Regions from separate parts of the Mus musculus genome. Here region 2 is linked to region 1. A link is a contact called in public HiChIP or PLAC-seq data. All regions are on one chromosome and are shown on one strand. The core of a region is the stretch at or near the end of the contact, and the rest is flanking DNA. Distances in the headings are between cores, read along the strand shown.

What was found. HiChIP or PLAC-seq counts read pairs in DNA pulled down with a chosen protein or histone mark.
Region 2: a contact with region 1 is called in an H3K27ac HiChIP or PLAC-seq map of epiblast stem cells, with 4 times the contacts expected there. The contact joins two enhancer-like sites. A contact is called at or near these places in 5 of 484 Hi-C or Micro-C datasets (B cells, the C10 cell line, cerebellar granule neurons and 2 more), 2 of 115 datasets of contacts at active chromatin or transcription factors (epiblast stem cells and large pre-B cells) and 1 of 9 other capture datasets (embryonic stem cells).

What each region holds. Positions count from the first base shown.
Region 1 is chr1:6,868,887-6,872,249 of GRCm38.p6, reverse strand. No RefSeq gene overlaps it. Among named protein-coding and RNA genes, the nearest start is that of St18, 140 kb to the right of the region's middle. Within about 2 kb of position 1,664, at least 6 of the 459 cell types and tissues checked have an H3K27ac peak or open chromatin away from gene starts, as enhancers often do. A contact at or near this core is called in epiblast stem cells, where this site is marked.
Region 2 is chr1:7,204,585-7,207,947 of GRCm38.p6, reverse strand. No RefSeq gene overlaps it. Among named protein-coding and RNA genes, the nearest start is that of Gm23274, 60 kb to the left of the region's middle. Within about 2 kb of position 1,472, at least 98 of the 459 cell types and tissues checked have an H3K27ac peak or open chromatin away from gene starts, as enhancers often do. A contact at or near this core is called in epiblast stem cells, where this site is marked.

The sequences.
Region 1 (3,363 bases), core at 415-2,914:
CTCTCTCTCTCTCTCTCTCTCTCTCTCTCTCTCTCTCTCTCTCTCTCTCTCTCTCTCTCAGAAAATAAACAGGCAACTGCAATGGGCCAGAATACAACAAAATAGATAGAAGAAAAAAAATAAAGAAAAAGCACAAGAAACATGCACACACACACACCATAAAAACACAAAATCAGAAACCATAATATACAAAGAAAAGGCCAGTAAAGAAAAGAAAACAAAACAAAACAAAACAAAAGCCAAACCTCCAAAAATACTATTGAGTTCGTTATGTATTGGCTATCTACACCTGGACATAAGATCTGCTCTTAATTGTGGCTTGTTTACCCAGTGAGACTCCATTGGAGAAAACTAATATTGCCTTTGCAAACAGCTGACACTTGGGGGTAGCTCCTATATTAGGCATGGGAGGTCCTGTCCACTCCCCCTTTCATCTGGTTTGGACCGGTACAGGCCATGTGCATGCTGTCACAGCCTCTGTGAGTCCATATGTGTGTCAGTCTTGCTGTGCTTAGAAGGAACCATTTTCGTGGTCTTCTATTTGCACTGGCTCCAGTTTCTTTGTATAGATACTGCTGTGGTCTATAATATCCCCCATGGGCTTTTATGCCTGAGCACTTGGTCCCTAGACGTGGGGTCTAGTTGAAGAAATGGGTTATGGTGGGATGAGGAGATTTACACAATTGTTTGGTCCTACTTCCAGTCTGAGCACTCTGTTTCTTGGTTGGACACAAGCAGCAAGCTGTCATAGTTCCCACTTTCAAGAAACAGACTGCATCTCCTGCCATGATGAATCTAATCTTATAAAGGTGCAAACCCTTCCCTCCCTGATCCTGTCTGATATTTTGGCCACAGTGTGAGGAAAGTGACTGACAGACTGACTCAGTGGCTCACAGCAGAATTTCTGGGTCTCACAGTTCTTCTACTTTGGTGTATTTGAAGAAGTTTCATACTGTTTTTAAATGTGGCTGCACTAATTTATATTTTCACCCATAGTTCACAAAAGCTACTCATCCTCCTCCATAATAACTATCTTATGTCTTCATGATGTTGGCCATTCTAACAGGTGTGAGCTCATAGCTCATTGTGATTTTAATGTTCGATCTCTTTGGTGATTAAAGGTGTTGAGGACTTTCATGTACATGTGGCCAATTGTATCTGGGAAAAGACATGAAATCAATGGCTCTGAGAAGTCTGGACATGCACACTCAGAAGAAGAAATAGTAAAATAGATGAAAGCATTTTTCAGTTTTGAATGGACCTGGTAACCCACCATCGTTGCAGCTTCCTTAGCAATTACTAAAGGATGACATTTTTCTTTTCCCCAGCTCCCATGTTGGAGCTACAAACCTTGATACCTCAGAATGACTGTATTTGGGATAAAGTCCTTAGAAAGGTAAATTGAGGTGTGGATGGGTCATATTTACTAAAGTCCTGTCTTACTAAGAAGTTATTAGGACAGACACACACACACACACACACACACACACACACACACGGAGAAGACACCATCAATTCCTGCAGAGGATGCACAAGAAGTCTTACTTGTGGCTGATCTGCAACAAGGAAATGAAGTTGCAGTCCGGTAGTTTACTCTGTGGCAGTTAGTCCCAGGAGCCTGAGTCACACAGAGGGTTAAGCATTTAGCATATGAAGGGAAGCAGCCTGGAGAGGGCCCTGGTCCCAGTGCTACTCCTGAGCAGAATAGCCTTTGTCCTGAAACCAGGGGACTGCACCCCAGGCTTCCTGAGCTATAGGGATGAATTCTGGCTCAGAAGAGCACTCCACAGGGAACATGAAAAGGGTTACTCATGGGGTGGTCATGTCTATCCTGTTGGATGGTACAAGGTGTATTATAATGGAATGTTTTGCTTTTGTCTGCTTTGTGTGGATGTCTCTAAGCCAATAGAGGCAAACTTTTATTATGAGAGGTTTTCAGAAAAAGCTTCAAACAGGTGAGAGATGATTCAAGGACACTATAGAGCCAGTACTGGTAGGTGCACTAAACAGATGAGTAGATATTAACTTCATATAAGTCAATCATGGCTCTGATAAATTACTCCAGAGAACAAACAAGACTAATTGTTGGTTAGGTCATCATGTATCTTGATTAAAAAAGAACAATTGAACCAAAGGGGATACCAATTAAAATGACTTTTAGAAGATATCATAGCCAGGGCATTGTCACAGCTTAGGATATATGTGTGAACCCCCTTCTCTACCTTAATAAGCCCTCTCCACAGACCTATGTTGACATAAAGTTCTTCACACTGTGTGTCCTGACTAACTCAGGTGGAGGGATCATATAGAAATTGTCTCAAACTTATGAAAGGATGCTCAGAAAAATGATACTCACTATGATAGAAAATGAGTTTTGAAATTGAGAGCACCAGGGGAAAGTGCATAATTCAGTCAGCGGATAAGACTGAAAAAGCCACTGCAAAGTTGATTTACTCACTGCTCAGTGCCAGGTCCAAATGGAACTGCAGTGGAGAAATTAGCATTCAATTATTGCATAGCAGTTTTGAAAACCTGAGCCTTGGCCAATTTGTTTTCCTAAATCTATGTAACATTAGCTAACGTGGCTGAGGCTGTAATATTTTTCAGGCTCTGATTGATGCCAAGATCTTTAAGCTGAAGAGTAAAAACTGTATTTATACAGTTGTATTTGTTCTCTATCTCTAAGACATCAGATATTTCACTGAGGTGGTTTTTTTTGTTTGTGTATATACATATAAATATACATATACATCATATACATATACATGATATACATCAACATATACGTCAACATATACATCAACATCTACATCTACATCTACATCTACATGAATGAGAGTTTCACACAAGCTCCTCCCTCTGGTGCTCTTTGTATCCCTTGGCATCTTAGATGTGTCCTCCAGACACAGGCCAGAAGTCCTGTGAAGGTAATAGGAGGAAAGAGTGATAGGAGGGAAGGAAACCAAGCTAGGAGATGAGTCAGGGACAGCTCAGAGTGTTGCCCAGAGAGGAGGAGTAAATGACACAGAGGAGCTCTGAGGACCCCATAGGCAAGGAAGAAAGAAGCTAGCCTGCCACAAGGTGGCCTGCAGTGGGGACATAAACACCCCACACTGCTCCCCTGGCAGATACAATAGCAGCCTGACCAAGGGGTGTTGTGAAACTATGGCTCCCTACAACTAGAGGTGACCATGACTCCATTTCTTCTTTCCTCCTCCCTACTTCTTTCGTTCCCATCAGTTAAGTTTCCATTTTCCTGAGAAGTAGGCCATTTCTCTTCATCTGCAGTGAATTTCTTTCCTTCATTATACCACAAAGAAAGGGGAGGCTTGGGGTCCCCAACTATAACCCTAGCCAAACCAA
Region 2 (3,363 bases), core at 223-2,722, 340 kb before region 1:
CAATCTGAAGGTGAATGTTTACAATCTGAGAAGAATATTTACAAAACACTGATGCTACATAAAAATAACAATACCAAAGTCTGCCATGTATAGGAATTAGCATTTGCAAGGTTGAAATACAATCTTTACACAGCTTTTTGTCTCCTCCCTCAGGTCAGGGAGGAGACAAGTGATGATCCAGTCTCTGTCCTGGCAGTTATGTCTGTTGTTACAATTTCAGTAGAATCTACATCAGGAACTGCTGCAGCTCCTATGGGGTGAGTTGTATGGTCATAAGCTTTTTCCCAAACACACTGACAGGTTATTTCTTTGAAGCCTGTGAAATGAACCAATTTAAACCTAATTAGATTATATTAAAGGTAGGTTTATTGGGAAGCTGTTCCCTGGCTCCAAAGACCAAGGCCAAAGAAGTCGCCATGGGGAAGAGGAGGAGGGGAGGGAGAGAGAAGGAGAGAAAGAGTGTGAACTCAGAAAAAAGAGAAGAGAGGAGAAAGAGGAGGGAAGAGGGAGGAGGGGAAGAGAAAGGAGGGGGAGGGAGTGCAAGCGCCCTGAATGTCTAGATTTTATAGGGAGGAGCCTCAGAGGAAAGGGCAGCCTAGCCCTTGGGCTGGAAAGTTCTGAGTTGGGGGCAGGGTGTGCTAAGTAGAGGCCGGCCTTGAAGGAAGAACCTGGAGGCCAGGTCTGCTTTGATATGTAAAATATGCACAGCAGTCCTTTGTCCCAGGTTCCTGGAGGAGGAGGAGGAGGAGGAGGAGGAGGAGGAGGAGGAGGAGGAGGGGGAGGAGGAGGAGGAGGAGGAGGAGGTTAATAGAAAGGAGTATATAGAGGACAAAGAAGGTAATGCTATAGGGCAAATTCATCAAAAGAGAACAGGACACAGGAAAGGAACAGACCTATCCACGCCAGTCACTTTCCCAAGGGTTAGAATTGGGGCAAAGGCAGTCTCTCACAAAAATGAGTATGGAAACGACTGAAAGAAGGGGAGCTGCCGTCAGATTCTAAAGGAGACATTGACAAGGAGTTGCAGATAGGGTGGGCAGGGACAGCAGGGACTACAGTGATCCTTTTGAGTGGCAGCCACAGTGAGCCTTTTGAGTGGCAGCAGCAAGAGAGAGAGGAGGAGGTTGTGCAGATTGATGCAATCTGAACAAACTCCCCGAGCAGTCGGAAGGGGTGGGGCTTCGGGACTGAGGAAAGTGGAGAGTGGCAGGAAAGGGCCAAAACAGCAGAGGAGATAGGTGGAAGATTTGTTTGGGTAACTTTGCTAAGGGCGGTTGGAGAGGCAGAACCCACCTTGCTTATCGAGCACCAGAGACTTGGAGAGGAATTCAGGTTTGGAGAGGGAATCGGAAAAGGAAGCAATCTGGTTTCAGAGCTGGCGGTAAAAGCAGGCGGTTGCTGTTAACAACTGAAGGTGGCAGTGGGGCATTTTATAGCAGCAAGGGACCTGACTGGCCATGGTCATGGAGATTGGAAAGAGGGATGTGGGCGTGGCCTGCATTGATAGCTCAAAATGATCTGGCCTGAGAGGTGTGATCTGTAGCTCCAGTGCCTCAGAGGAAGAGAAGTGGCCACACAGTTACTGCTATGCCTGTGGAGGTTTCAAGCCACCGGCGGTGGAGCACAAGGCTTTACTCAGATCGCAGCGCAACACCTGTTGTAGGGCAGGGCTGGCTGTACTGACAGTGCACTCTCACTCACTGTAGGAACAGGGCTAGCCAGAGGTAATTTGCTGTTGAGGATTAGGGTTGGGCGGGGTGCAAAGTGCCCAGCAGTCAGCCACGGTGTTCCTACAGATCTGTGGCAGAAGTTTGAATGGCCCGAAAGCAGAAAGTGCAAGGGGAAAGTTTGGAGCTGTGATTAGAAGCAGGCAAGACTGTCAAGGAGGAGGGGACAGATGGAGGCATAGGACATCTAGGAAAGGGGAAGACAGACAGGTAGAAATGTGGGATGTCTCAAAGAGAGAAAAGAGCTATTTCTCCTTGTTTCTAACCTTATGTCCATAAAAGTGTAAAGGTTTTCATTTTATTTGGTTCTTAGGGAGTATGAGAGTTATTTCCAAGTGATAAGATAGATACATCAGTAATTTTGAGTGTGTGTTGGAGTTTTCAAATGGAAAGAATAGATTCCCTATACTAATAGTGACCTTGGGCCAGGCTCCTAGTAATAGACAATGCAGAGCCTGAACCAACTGTCTTCTGTAAACAGGCTAGACTCCTACTGGTAGGACTGGGACAGTAACCCAGCCCTAAAATCTATGACCCACTCCTTCCCCGCCTGCAAGATGCACTGAAACAATGGTGAAGCAGGGCTTTTGGATGTGCCCAGCCAATGACGACTGGTCAACACCACAAGAGGTAACCCATGCCTCACAGTATCTGGATAGCCTGGAACCAGAAGCTGGATAGCACAGAGACTAAAGATAGAATCAAACGCAACTGACAAAAGAAAAATAAAATTCCTAATGATATTTTGCTATACTTAGCCTAGCCCAAACATCATCAGAGAGAGTTAATCCAGCAACTGATATAAGCAAATGTAGGGACCCATAGCCAAACATTAGGCAGAGCTCAGGGAACACAGCAGAAGGGGGTGGAGATGGGGGTGGGGTTGTATGAGCCAGAGAGGAAAAGGACACCAAAAGAACACACTTCCTACGTAATCAATTAAGTGGATTGCCTTGTCCAGCCTTGAGATAAGGATTTGTGCCAAGTTTTATTTGAACTTGTTATGTCATGATCAGTTGATATCCTTGGGATGCCTGTTCTTTTCTGAAGGGAAATGGAAGAGGAATGGATCTGAGGGAGAGAGAATGAGGACAGAGGGGATTGGGAGGAATGGACAGGGAAGAAAGTTTAGTTACGATGTAATGTATAAGAGAAGAATGAATATTTTAAAAGGGCAGAAAAGAAAGCAGGCTGAGTAAGCCATGATAAGCAAGCCAATAATCAATCCCCTTCTCTGGCTTCTGCACCCTATGTATTACTGCCACCAGATGGCGCTATGATAGAAGTAGAAACCATAGGCATTCAGGCAACTTGTTCATGTAACTTACTCATAACTTCGTGACCTGCTCTGGTCCAATCATACATCTCTCCAGATTTCAAATAGACTCACTTAACACAAGTCTTTCTTGGTCGTGGTAGGAGCTAATTGCAATAATTTATCCTTTACCTTAGAAGGGATATTTCTGCATGTCCCACACTACTGAACTCATAAGAATTTCATTGAGGTGAATTTCACTGAAGGTGAGGCCCTTCAATTTCAGCTGGATTTATTTCCCATGCTCTAATGTGCATATATGTTACAAATTAGACCAAAATGGTTCCTATCTCCTGCTAATTTGGTTCAGTCTGCATAATG